2 separate regions of the Zea mays genome follow, and region 1 is linked to region 2. The links are chromatin contacts, called in public Hi-C maps. All regions are on one chromosome and are shown on one strand. The core of a region is the stretch at or near the end of the contact, and the rest is flanking DNA. Distances in the headings are between cores, read along the strand shown.

Region 1 (5,588 bases), core at 1,383-3,882, 150 kb before region 2:
AACAACTATATCCAAATGCAAAAAAACCAAAGCCAGTAGGCAACTTGGGCACTTGGCATTACTTATATCCATCAACATTGCTTAAGGCATCACTTAACAAATTAAGATGGTCACTTCATATTTTACTATAGCAGATAGCTCATCAAGGAATTAAACAAATTACTTTCACCAGTAGTCGAGTACCAAACATATCTTTACAGAACAAGGAGAAAGAACTTTCTGTGAACATCAAACAGGGCATGTGATGAGTAGATGCCACATTGAAGCTTAAGCGTCTCTAGCTTTATGGCAACGAAGGAGAAAAACTGAAAATAACAACCTGACTGGACTTGGCGACAAACTGGAAAGGTTTAAGGTGACAAACTAGCACCTTATCATTGCCAGAAGAAAGGTAGCTTTCTGGAAAACCCAAAGGCAGGCTAACATTAGGAGAACTTTCCCTGATTTCCTATACTATAGAGAACACAAGACATTGTTTTTTTATGCGTTGGATAACCAGAGTACCAGACACTTGACGGTGAGATTGTTAGGTGATAAGGGGATGGGGAAAAGGGTAGTTGCTCCATCAAGGTTTTGTAATGAAAACGTGCCAGCAGGGCTGGTAGGACTATCCACAATCAATATATCGTATTGAAATGTTTTGATTGGTTCATGCAGACTTTGAGAACTCCCTCAAGGCCTCAACTATAATATCCTTTTAGACTATCTTGACTTTAGAACTTCACTTTGTTATCCATGCAGCAGGATTAGGAAAAACAAATGCATGCTACACTGTTTTATTTGTTCAATGAGACGATGGTTTTCCTAAGTTACAGAATGACAAAATGATGCAAGAGGTATAGAAGTGGAAAGTGCAAGCAACAGATTTCATTAACTAAAACTGTCTTTTCCTTCGAGCAGAAAACCTTCATTTGGGCATGAAAAATAAAAATACTAAAGCAATGCAGCCTCCATGCCAATAGTTCCATAAATCCGAAGTGGTACCAGGAAGGGTACATTAAACTTTCAAGTCCAGGAAGAGAGAAATGATAACAGTTACAGCCACAAGGAACATGTGAAATGTTGTCAAAAGTATTCTTTTTATGTGTTTTTAGATCTATCACTACTCTCCCTCTTACTAGGTGCCCCTTGATGATTGTAATTTATAACTGTAAATCAATCACTTCAGCCAAGGATTAATCATGGAAATAGAAAATTCAAACAGAAGTCAACGCCTTCATAATAAAAGGATAACAATTTGTTTCAAATTCGTAAAAAGAAGTCAAACAAAGGATATGTTTGATACAATGCATTCTTAGAGAGGCAACATACTAAATCACTGTTACATCTTGAATCAAAGTTTTATAGAAAAATGATATCTGCATACAGGAGGTAACTTGTCACTGATCATGGTAGAAGTAACAATGAATCAAAATGGAAGCTAAATGCTAAGTATTTAAGACATGTCTCATTATGTCCTTTTGCAGATATAAAAAAACAAATATATCATTTAGTGAATCATGAATGAGAGAATTCGAGCATGTATCCTGCTAACATTACACCATGAATGTTCTGAATATGATGGCCATACCATGTCTGACAGATGAAAGATATCTAGATCAATGCAAGAAGATTGAGTAGGTCTTCTCTCCTCTCTTTTTTTCTGCATTGTTCTGTGTTGTTTTTCTTTATAATGCACTAGCCATTGTATGGACCTTACACCTTAACAATCATATCAGATAAATTATGCGGGTAATAGTAAACTCTTGTCGGCAGTGAAAATTCCAAAAATGCTTCACCTCACGTCAATACCCTACCAAATTTAACGTCGTAGAGACGTAGTCATATGGGCTTTCGCAATACCATGGAAAAAGACAAGACGCGTCTAAGTCCGAAAACTGATACAGTTTATAATTCAATTCATGAGATCTGCATATATAACAATATAAAAAACAAGAAACGAACCATTCACCTTGACCGGGATGCTGAGGAAAAGGAAGTGGAGGTGGCCCTCGACCTCGGCGATGGTGTCGAAGGGCACGGATCCTTGCGCGAGGTCCTCGAGCAGGTACATCGCGTCCTCGACGACGCGTATGCCGTCGAGCTGCAGGTTGGCGTCGACGTACGAGACAGCGCGCGCCCGGACCCGTCCGCCGCCGGATGTTACCCGGCCAAGCCCCGCACCGCGGTAGCCGATAGCGACGTCGAGGCGGGTGTAGTCGAGCGCGAAGAGGTCAGGATTGCGAACGCGAACCTTGAGCGTGGCGGATATAGTGACGGCGACGGCAGGGCGTGCCACGACGGAGACGTGCGCTAGGTGGAGGCGGGCCAGGGAGATGTCCGGGTCCGCGGGCCAGAGGAGGAAGCCCGCGAGCGCGAGGAGGAAGAGAACGGTGAGGCAGGGGACGATGCAACGGCCGCCGCGACAGAGGCCGCGGCGGAGGCGAACGGGGACAAGGAAGACCGTGTAGGTGTAGGAGTCGGCGGGATGCGGGTCGAGGTAGGGCGGCGGTGAGGCGGCGGTGGAGGTGGGGAGCAGGGGATCCCGCATCCCCGCGGTGGGTTGCGTAGTCTTCGCCATGGGGACCTGGAGCAGCGATGTGTAGGCGCAGGCGGGTACGGGCGGGCCGGCGGAACGGTGGACTGAACTGGTGATGATGGTGCGTATACCCTATACCGTAGCTTGGAAGGGGACCAAGGCCCCGTTTGTTTGGGCTTTTTTCAACTTCTGGCCACCAAAAGCTCTTGCGAACTGCTAAACACTCCAGCTTTTCAGCCCGCTTCTATAAGAATCATTTTGGTAAAAACCGTCTAAAATCAACATGAATACAAAATCGGTTGAGTCGTCGCGATAGTAGGAATTCATCGCTTTCTAGATCCTGAAACATTTGAACTACTTTATCTTCCTCTTCACGTAATCCCCATGATACTCAGATTTTTCTCACAGCCAGATTCTCTCTACAGCCGGATTCTCAAAAAAGCTGTTCAGAAAAAAGCTTAACCAAACAGGCCCCAAAGCGGTTGATTGGAAGTTGCGGGGGTGTTTGGTTATAAGTTCCACGTAGTAAGGCTTGTTTGCATGCTCTAGTACTCACCGCAATATATATGAGTTGAGAGAGTTTGGTATGTAAATTAAACTAATTTACACTAAAATCCACCTCAACTCATATATATTGGACTAAATAATAGAGTATCCAAACATAATTTAAAGGAGTGTTTGGTTTCAAAGGTTGTTTGTTTTAGCTTATGATTACTATGTATATGTCTGCGCGTTGTAATGGGTAACACTTATAAACACATAGATCATTATTTAGTGATGCTATCAAGAATCAACTTAACAATCATAATAAATATCGAAGTCTGCAATTTCTAACAAACAAAATTTAGCTCAATGTCACAGTTAATCGAAATAGGCAAATTCTAAGTTGATAATACAATATCGAAATAAAGAAGATTAGATTTCTATTAATTGTTTATAGAAGAGAATCCTATTGAGGGAGCATCATCCTCTATTATCCAGTATTACACAACACTCATATCACACAGAGTATATAAATATGGACATAGTAAAATAAACTCTCTCCATACCAATTATACAGCGAGAAACCACAATACATCTCTCATGCACATCATAAATGGCAATGATCGTCTCGCTCAGAATGGCTCAGACGCGAAGACAAGCGCTGATGTCGGCGCCCGCGCACGCGCGGCACGGCCTACACCACAATCTCCAGTGTCTACTGGTACAACTCCTGCTCCGACACGGGCAGGTCTATGAACACAACGTTGGTGTCAGCATCATAGCTGAACTCCACTTTCGCCGAGTCCAGGCACCTCGCCGGCTCCCACGAGTAGTAGGCGCTGAACAGGCTGCACCGACGAACCCTGAGCACCATGGCCCTGCCGCCAACACCGCTGGTCACGACGCACTCCTTGACGACGTCGTCGGCGTTGAACATGTCGAGCAGCCCGATGGGCACGAACGAGACCTCTGGCGCGATGTGGAGCGGGCAGACATCACAGTGAGCTCATATTAGTGTTATTGGTATTGAACTTTAATCAATATAGAAATTGTCTTTGCAAACCAAAAAATGGAGAAGATTGGTCACGTGGAGATAGTTTTTCACGGTGGTATGACTTGGCGTGCATAAATTAGATTATGGTAATTTTTTTAGTTCTTCATCTTCATCTACTAGTACTTGTCCCTTTAATTCCTCCCAAGGAGCATGTTGTTTGGTCATTGATTGACTTGTGCCCGCTTGTTTTCTGCTGAGAGCCGAGGCTGAGGTCGAGGGCTCGGTCACGTACCTCACTGTATCTGATGATGTTGGTGGCGACCTCCGTCATAGGTATCGAGGGCTGAACCGGGCTCGGACAAGGCGGAAGTCCGTCCGACACTACACCAAAATAGTGAACTTCCTAGAGCCTAAACCCTAGGAAGTTAGCCCTAAACTCTAGGAAGTTAGCTAAACTCTCGGAAGTTAAGCCATCCCGTCAGAAGTTTGGCTCTCGAAAATTTTTTGTCGGAAGTTAGCTTAACTTGCTAGAGCCCTCTAGAAAGTTAGCTAACTTCCTACAGCCAAAGAAGCCTCTCGGAAGTTAGTAGGTTCAGTTAATAGCTTCACGCCGTCAGCTGACTAACTTCCTACGACCAACTTCCTACGGCTGACTGTAGCCCTAGGAAGTTAGCTGGCTAACTTCCTACGACTGACTGTAGCACCTAGGAAGTTAGCTGGCTAACTTCCTACGACCCAATAAGCCTCTAGGAAGTTAATTTGACCAGCATTACAAATGTTGTTTATTTTTATTTTACACCACATTCCACATCATAACAAATATATAACACAACATATTTTCACATAAAACATCTCACACACAATCACATAACAATATTTAAATCCATAGTCTTATCAACTACATCACAAAAGTCTCATCCATAGTCATAATAAGACACATCTCATTCGGTACTAATAAGAGATAATATCTCATACATAGTCATAATAAAAGTCTCAAGTATCAGGACACAATAACATATAGTAGGACACTTGTGCGGATGCTTGCATGAAATAGCTGACGATCTTGTGGACATATGACACTGTGTGCACTCCTTCATGCATGTAGCTACAATCGATTGGGAATTCATTAGCCCTCTTAATAACGGTGGACATTTTACGACAACCCTCGTGTGCGCGCTCGATCCACTTAGTCTTCAGCACTTTATGGATTTTTTTCGTTCCAATTCAGTAACCTGAACACACAAAAAAAACAGTTCCAAATGTCTGTCAATTGGTATATATGTAGCTGCCAAAAAACAGTTCCAAATGTCTAGTATATCTATCATGCAGGAGGAATGGAGGACAGCTCGAATTCACGAGATCGAACACCAATCCACAGGACATCAGGCATAACAACATGTGATGATTGATGCAGATGTCCACAGAATTCTGTGTGCCCCCATATATAGACAGTTTTTTATAAAAAAATAGACTTGTACGTGCATCGAAAGTTAGAGAACTGTGCTAAGAGATAGTGATACAAATAAAGAAGAACTTGCATGCATTCTCCAGGATTTGCTAATAACCAATAATGTCACTTCTGTTTCAACCTAT
Region 2 (5,543 bases), core at 2,537-5,036:
ATTTGCGGGTGGATGTACTTAGGTCCTCGGAGAAATTGTAGACGAAATACTGATCTGGTAAAACTAAAAGTAAGGCAACCCTTACACACAGGTTGTGGTATATTCTGTTGTAAAAGAAAAAAATAGAGGAGGACACATCATTGAACCTGATAATGACCGTCAATTAATAGCTGGTTTCATCGTAGACGGTGATGAAGATCAGTGTGAATTGATCGCCAGTACGGTGGTCGAGGAGGTTGCTGATGCAGCAGCACTCGCTTCCAATTCCACGCGCGCCTTGGCTTTAGCCTCCTCTGCACCATGCTTGGTGCGAATGTACTGGTCCTCGGCGGCGGCGGTCCAGCCACCGGCAGCTTGATGGCTAACCATCCCGAAGCGCGTCAAGTGGGCTGCCTTATTCCACGCGAGCAGTCACCAACCTTCGTCGCCCCGGGGTGCTTGGGATAAGCAGCCGAGCCGCCGCTGCCGCCGCCGTGGCTCTCTGCCTGCGCGGGGGACTCTGGAGTCTGGACTCTAGACTCAAGCAGGTCATGGCTCCTTTGGATTCCTTGGAAAGCATGTCGAGTCGCTTCGGCTTCTGGAAAAATCGAGACATGTCGAGTCGCTGTAAGGCCAGCTGCTTCGTATCCGTTAAAAACTGATCCTATGGCCGGAAGATAAAGAGACGACGTGGACACAGCGAGTCCCGCTTTGTATTGTATAGTAGTAACTGGAAGGCTCTGGACGCAGAGACCAACGCTTCAAGAAAGGGAGGCCGTTCAAATTGCATCGGATGAATATGATTCACGGGCAAACTGAGAGGCAACGTCGTCCGTTGATGGATCATCTTGCGCACGATATTTTTTTTTCAGCAGACGTGGATGAATGCCAGCGCCCGTTTGCGTCATGCTTTATAGAGTAGTAATTTCTTTTCCGGAGAAGAAAACTACGCTCTCAACTCGCAACATCTCCGCGGGCACAAATCCTTTTCGCTTTTGGGGAACTCAATTGGACTTTGGGCCGTGTCGCAGCCACTCTTCACAAGTCAAAACGACGACCACGACCACGTGCTCTGGTGGCCATGTGCCCATGTGCACGTCTCGCCATCGATCCTACGTGGTGCAGTATAAGAGCAATTTTAATAAGAAAAACACTTGCTGAGCCATGGCGGATCTGAAGGGGCTGAGGGCTCCAGCTCCCCTACAACTATAAATTTCATCGATGTAGATGTAGAGGTGAAAGTTGTAGGGGAAAAAAGAAACAATAAGGGCTAATTTGGTGCTAAGGAATCCTAAGGAGATCCATGAGAGAGGAATTCCCTTGTTATTCAAAATTGAATTGCAAGAGGATTTCTCTCCTATAGATCCCTTTGGGAACCCTTACCACCAAATCAGCCCTAAGAGAAAAAATAACCCCTTGCTCTATTGGAGAAAGAGGTGGATCGTAAGAAGGGAAGAGGAAGTTAAAAAATGAGTCCCTCTACCGTTTTGTGTTGTTTGCACCAATAATAAAACCAGCCTTTGTTTTCTTTTATTTTAAGGAATTGAAATCTTACTAACACTACAAGAAAAAAGGCAAACAGTGTCGGCCAAAAACCCACACTCTTACTGAAATAAGCCGACACTCTTAGAATGTGACATTTCACCACTTTTCAAAGGTATCATATAATCCTATCTCAAATTCATGGGGTGAGAGATGAAATTGATTTTATAGATTTACATGCTATTTTTTCGATGTACAACTTATGGCACACTCTTCTAATTGCTTCGCTATAACATAAATGTAGTATATAACTATCTCTCTCATATAATTCAGGTTAATATACAAATATATTATATATATAAATATATGAACTTAATTAGTTTTGTCTAAATTATAATTGTTAAAATAGAATTCAATTCCAACGAAACAAACGGGGCCTTAGTCTAATTCTGGATCTGCCATTGCTTGTAGCGTGTCATTTAGCCTATCTATATAATAGTTAGCTCTTCGGTATGTTATCTCTCATAAAGCTCCTTCGTTTTTGTGTCAAAGCCATATGTAAATTTATAGTCCGCTTCTCCTCTCTTCTCCATCTCATTATTTAGCCAGTTTATAGCCTTTTATTATGCTTGCTCTAATAGCCCAGTGGTGGGCTTCGGCTCAGATTCGAGCGCCACACCTAGGGGTGGGCGTTCGGGTTACCCGAAAAATTCGGGTCGGTTAATTCGAGTATTTATTAAAATTTCGGGTTTTGAGAATCGATACTCGAAATTACAACGGGTTTTATAATACCCGAAAATTCGGTTACCCGGAATTTCGGGTTCTGGTCCGGGTATTCCCGAACTACCCGAATTGTTGTGTCGGCTTTATAAAAACACATACACCCTATTAAATTAGTATAAAAATACAGTCTGAATAATGATATAAATGGACATATAAGACACAAGCAATCTACAATCACAAGTTATACACACTTACACATAACTATAGATGTACAAAATAATAATTAAGCATGACATGAGTACATGACACATGAGAGTTCGGATAATTCGGGTACCCGGTTGTGATACCCCGAATTACCCGAAATAGATTCGGGTTTTGCAAGTTGCTACCTGAAATCACCGAATAAAATTTGGGTTTTGGGTATTTCAGGTTTAAGTTCGGGTTACGGGTTTTTTGCCCAGCCCTAGCCACGCCAGCCATGCTCCCTAGCCAGGCTATCAGCCTACCACTAGCCTCGACGATCGAGCGCCAATGGCTCATCTCTTATGTCCTACATATTTCAAACTATATACCCGTACGTTGCCACGAGGCACGGGAGTGTGAGGAGCGACGTCTAGACTACAAATATAATTTTTGTTTATATCTAAACACTAAAGTACGTGTGATCCAGTAGTTAGCCCTAAATTTTTAGAGCAGAGGGGTGTGAGTTCAAGTGCTACTATTTTTTGCGGGTGCTGGGCGTGGGGAGGTGAAGACTGGTACCACCAGTGCCCACATTAGACTATTAATATAGTAGTATAGATTTTATAAATAATACCTTCTACAATGCAAATATTTTACATGACTATATACACAACTTATTGGTTAGGTCATCTTCAACAGACCATATAAAGGGCCGTGTAGATTACATTTTTTGCAAAATAGAGTTTAAAATATGAAGTGAAATAGAGAGTGGAATAGAGAATCTGCTGAAGATAGTCTTATAGATTCAGGAGCTATTCAACAGACCATATAATATCATATTTTGTAATTATAATGATAATACCATAATTTTAGTTAGATACAACATAAACCGTGATATCTAGACAAAAACTAGTCATTTGCTATTTAAATACAACGTTATAAACCATGATATTTAGACAAAAGCTAGTTATATTGTGAAAATTTTGAGTTAAAGTGAAGTTTAAATACTTTAAAAATATCTTGGTATCTAAAGGTTTCTAAAACTTGGTTATCAGAAATACAATTAAAATTACGTGACTATAAAATATCATATTTTTTTTATAATTATAATTGTTTAGAAATTTTAAAAATACTCTATGGACCGTTAACCACACCATTTTTTTGTACTCTATCTGTCCTAAATTATAATTCGTTTGATTTTTTGTGTCAAGTATGATGGACTCGTCTTATTTATTTTTTTATGAAAAATATGAAAAATTCAAAGCCATATTTTAAATATATTATATGATAAACAGTATATAGTAAAAATTAATAATAAATATAAGTTTATTTTTGAACAATACAAGCCGATCAAATTTAGGTTAAAAAATTTAAACGAATTATAAAATTATAAATTGGAATGGTAAAATTAAAAAACAGAACCTAACCACGCCACAAATTCACGGGACCAACTTGACGAACTCTTGGTTCTCAAGCTTTCCCGGCCAGTCTCGCAGCAACCCTTTCCCTACCCCGATCGAGCGTGCGTCAAGGTCGGGATCCGGCGCCGCCGCATCCCGATCCGATGCTCTCCGGCGTCGACCACGACGTTCCCGACGGCATCGGGATGGCGCGGCTCGCGTGGACGCGCCTCCCCACCGCCGACGGGGAGGGGGCGGGCCCCTCCACTTCCGAGGCCGCGGACGACGAACTCTTATCGGGCGCTGCCATAGAGAGCCTCGACTACGAGGTCATCGAGAACTACGCGTACCGGGAGGAGCAGGTATCCGCCGCCCCAGCCCATCCGCTGCTATTGTCCTCGACTCGAGAGCGTGTGGTTTTGGTGTGCGGTCAGCTTAGTTTTTTGTGTTGCTGGGTCGGCGCAGGCGCAGCGGAGCAAGTTCTGGGTGCCCTACTACGTCATGCTCAAGTGGCTGTTCGCTCTGCTGATCGGCGTTGGTGAGCACTCTGTTTGATCCTTGTCATGTTATAGTTAGCCATTTGTCTGGACTCTGGTTCTATGAGCTTAGTGCAGCAATCTTAATCCAAGTAGCTGGAGCTTTATTTGACCGACACATTTCCTTAAATCTGTTTTCCCCAGAGCTGTTGTTTACTTGCTTGATTACACTTATGTATCACTGGGAACTGTTTATCTCGCTGATATAATAAATCACTTAAACTGCGAGCCTAATTACATGAAATGTAGTTCAGATGTGTCTCGTTCAACTGAGGCCCTGTTTGTTTTCTTTCAGGATTATATAACCCAGCTTATGGATTATATAAGCATCTATTGATCGCTTATGGATTATCATAATCTAGATTCTAGGTATCTAGATTACATAATCCATCTGATAATCTGTGTTGTTTGTTTACCTCTCAACTTATTTAAGTTGGATTATATAATCTAGAGGGTAAACGTACAAGGCCTGAGTTTCGGATTTTGGTTCTTTTTGTTACAACTAATGCTACATGTGACATATGTCAGTCAGATACAAAATATGCAACGCAACAAAAAAACCTACTATGGTATTTTTGAACTGAAAGTGCATAACACGGAAAAGCCATGGTAAAATTAGCTGTATAGAAGGATCAGATGTCCTCATGTTCTAGGCGGAATGGGATAAGGCGATGGGGCTGGATATAACACTAAAAATCATTTATATTGGCTAAAAAAATAAATCATGCAAATGCGTAGATAATGGTAATGTGAACTTCATTTGAATGCAATAATTACAATTTAAAGTAAAATTGACTTAAACAAGCGGTTATCTAATTAAGGAAATGATAGATCTTCGTCTCAGTGATCAATTCATCAATTTTTTGAGTTGCTTTCATCAACAATAAATCACACAGATAGCCTGCGCAGGCATGCAGCTCGTCTTGAGCACTCGCTTGGCCTCGCGCGCTAGCCTGCGCAACACAGTCCTGCCTGAAAGAACACCAGGTTGGGAAGCGTTTTTTACCTACCGTAGTAGACCGCCTGTATGTATTTATAGGAGATGGAATACCATCATCAGATTACAAAGGGGCTGGCGCCAGCAATCAATCAAATCAATCAAAACAGATTATGATTGATTGGATTCTATCTATAACAGATCTGATTGATTGCCTCAGATTATATCTATAACTGAACAGATCCTTTCCTAACTGAACAGATCCTTTCCTATCTTTGCACAGGCGCATCACCCTTTCCTTAC

What was found. Hi-C and Micro-C count contacts between places; a contact is called where the count stands out from the background.
Region 1: a contact with region 2 is called in a Hi-C map of leaf, with 8 times the contacts expected there. The contact joins the promoter of LOC100216707 here to the promoter of LOC103643844 in region 2. A contact is called at or near these places in 3 of 25 Hi-C or Micro-C datasets (ear and leaf).

The regions. Positions count from the first base shown.
Region 1 is chr1:270,028,971-270,034,558 of Zm-B73-REFERENCE-NAM-5.0, reverse strand. LOC100216707 (Late embryogenesis abundant (LEA) hydroxyproline-rich glycoprotein family) reads right to left here and starts at 2,632. Exons shown (of 1, transcript NM_001143112.1): 1 at 1,225-2,632. The coding sequence starts at 2,560. The coding sequence ends at 1,895.
Region 2 is chr1:269,880,953-269,886,495 of Zm-B73-REFERENCE-NAM-5.0, reverse strand. It overlaps LOC103643844 (chloride channel protein CLC-d), which reads left to right and starts at 3,786. Exons shown (of 23, transcript XM_008667011.3): 1 at 3,786-4,129; 2 at 4,233-4,305. The coding sequence starts at 3,932.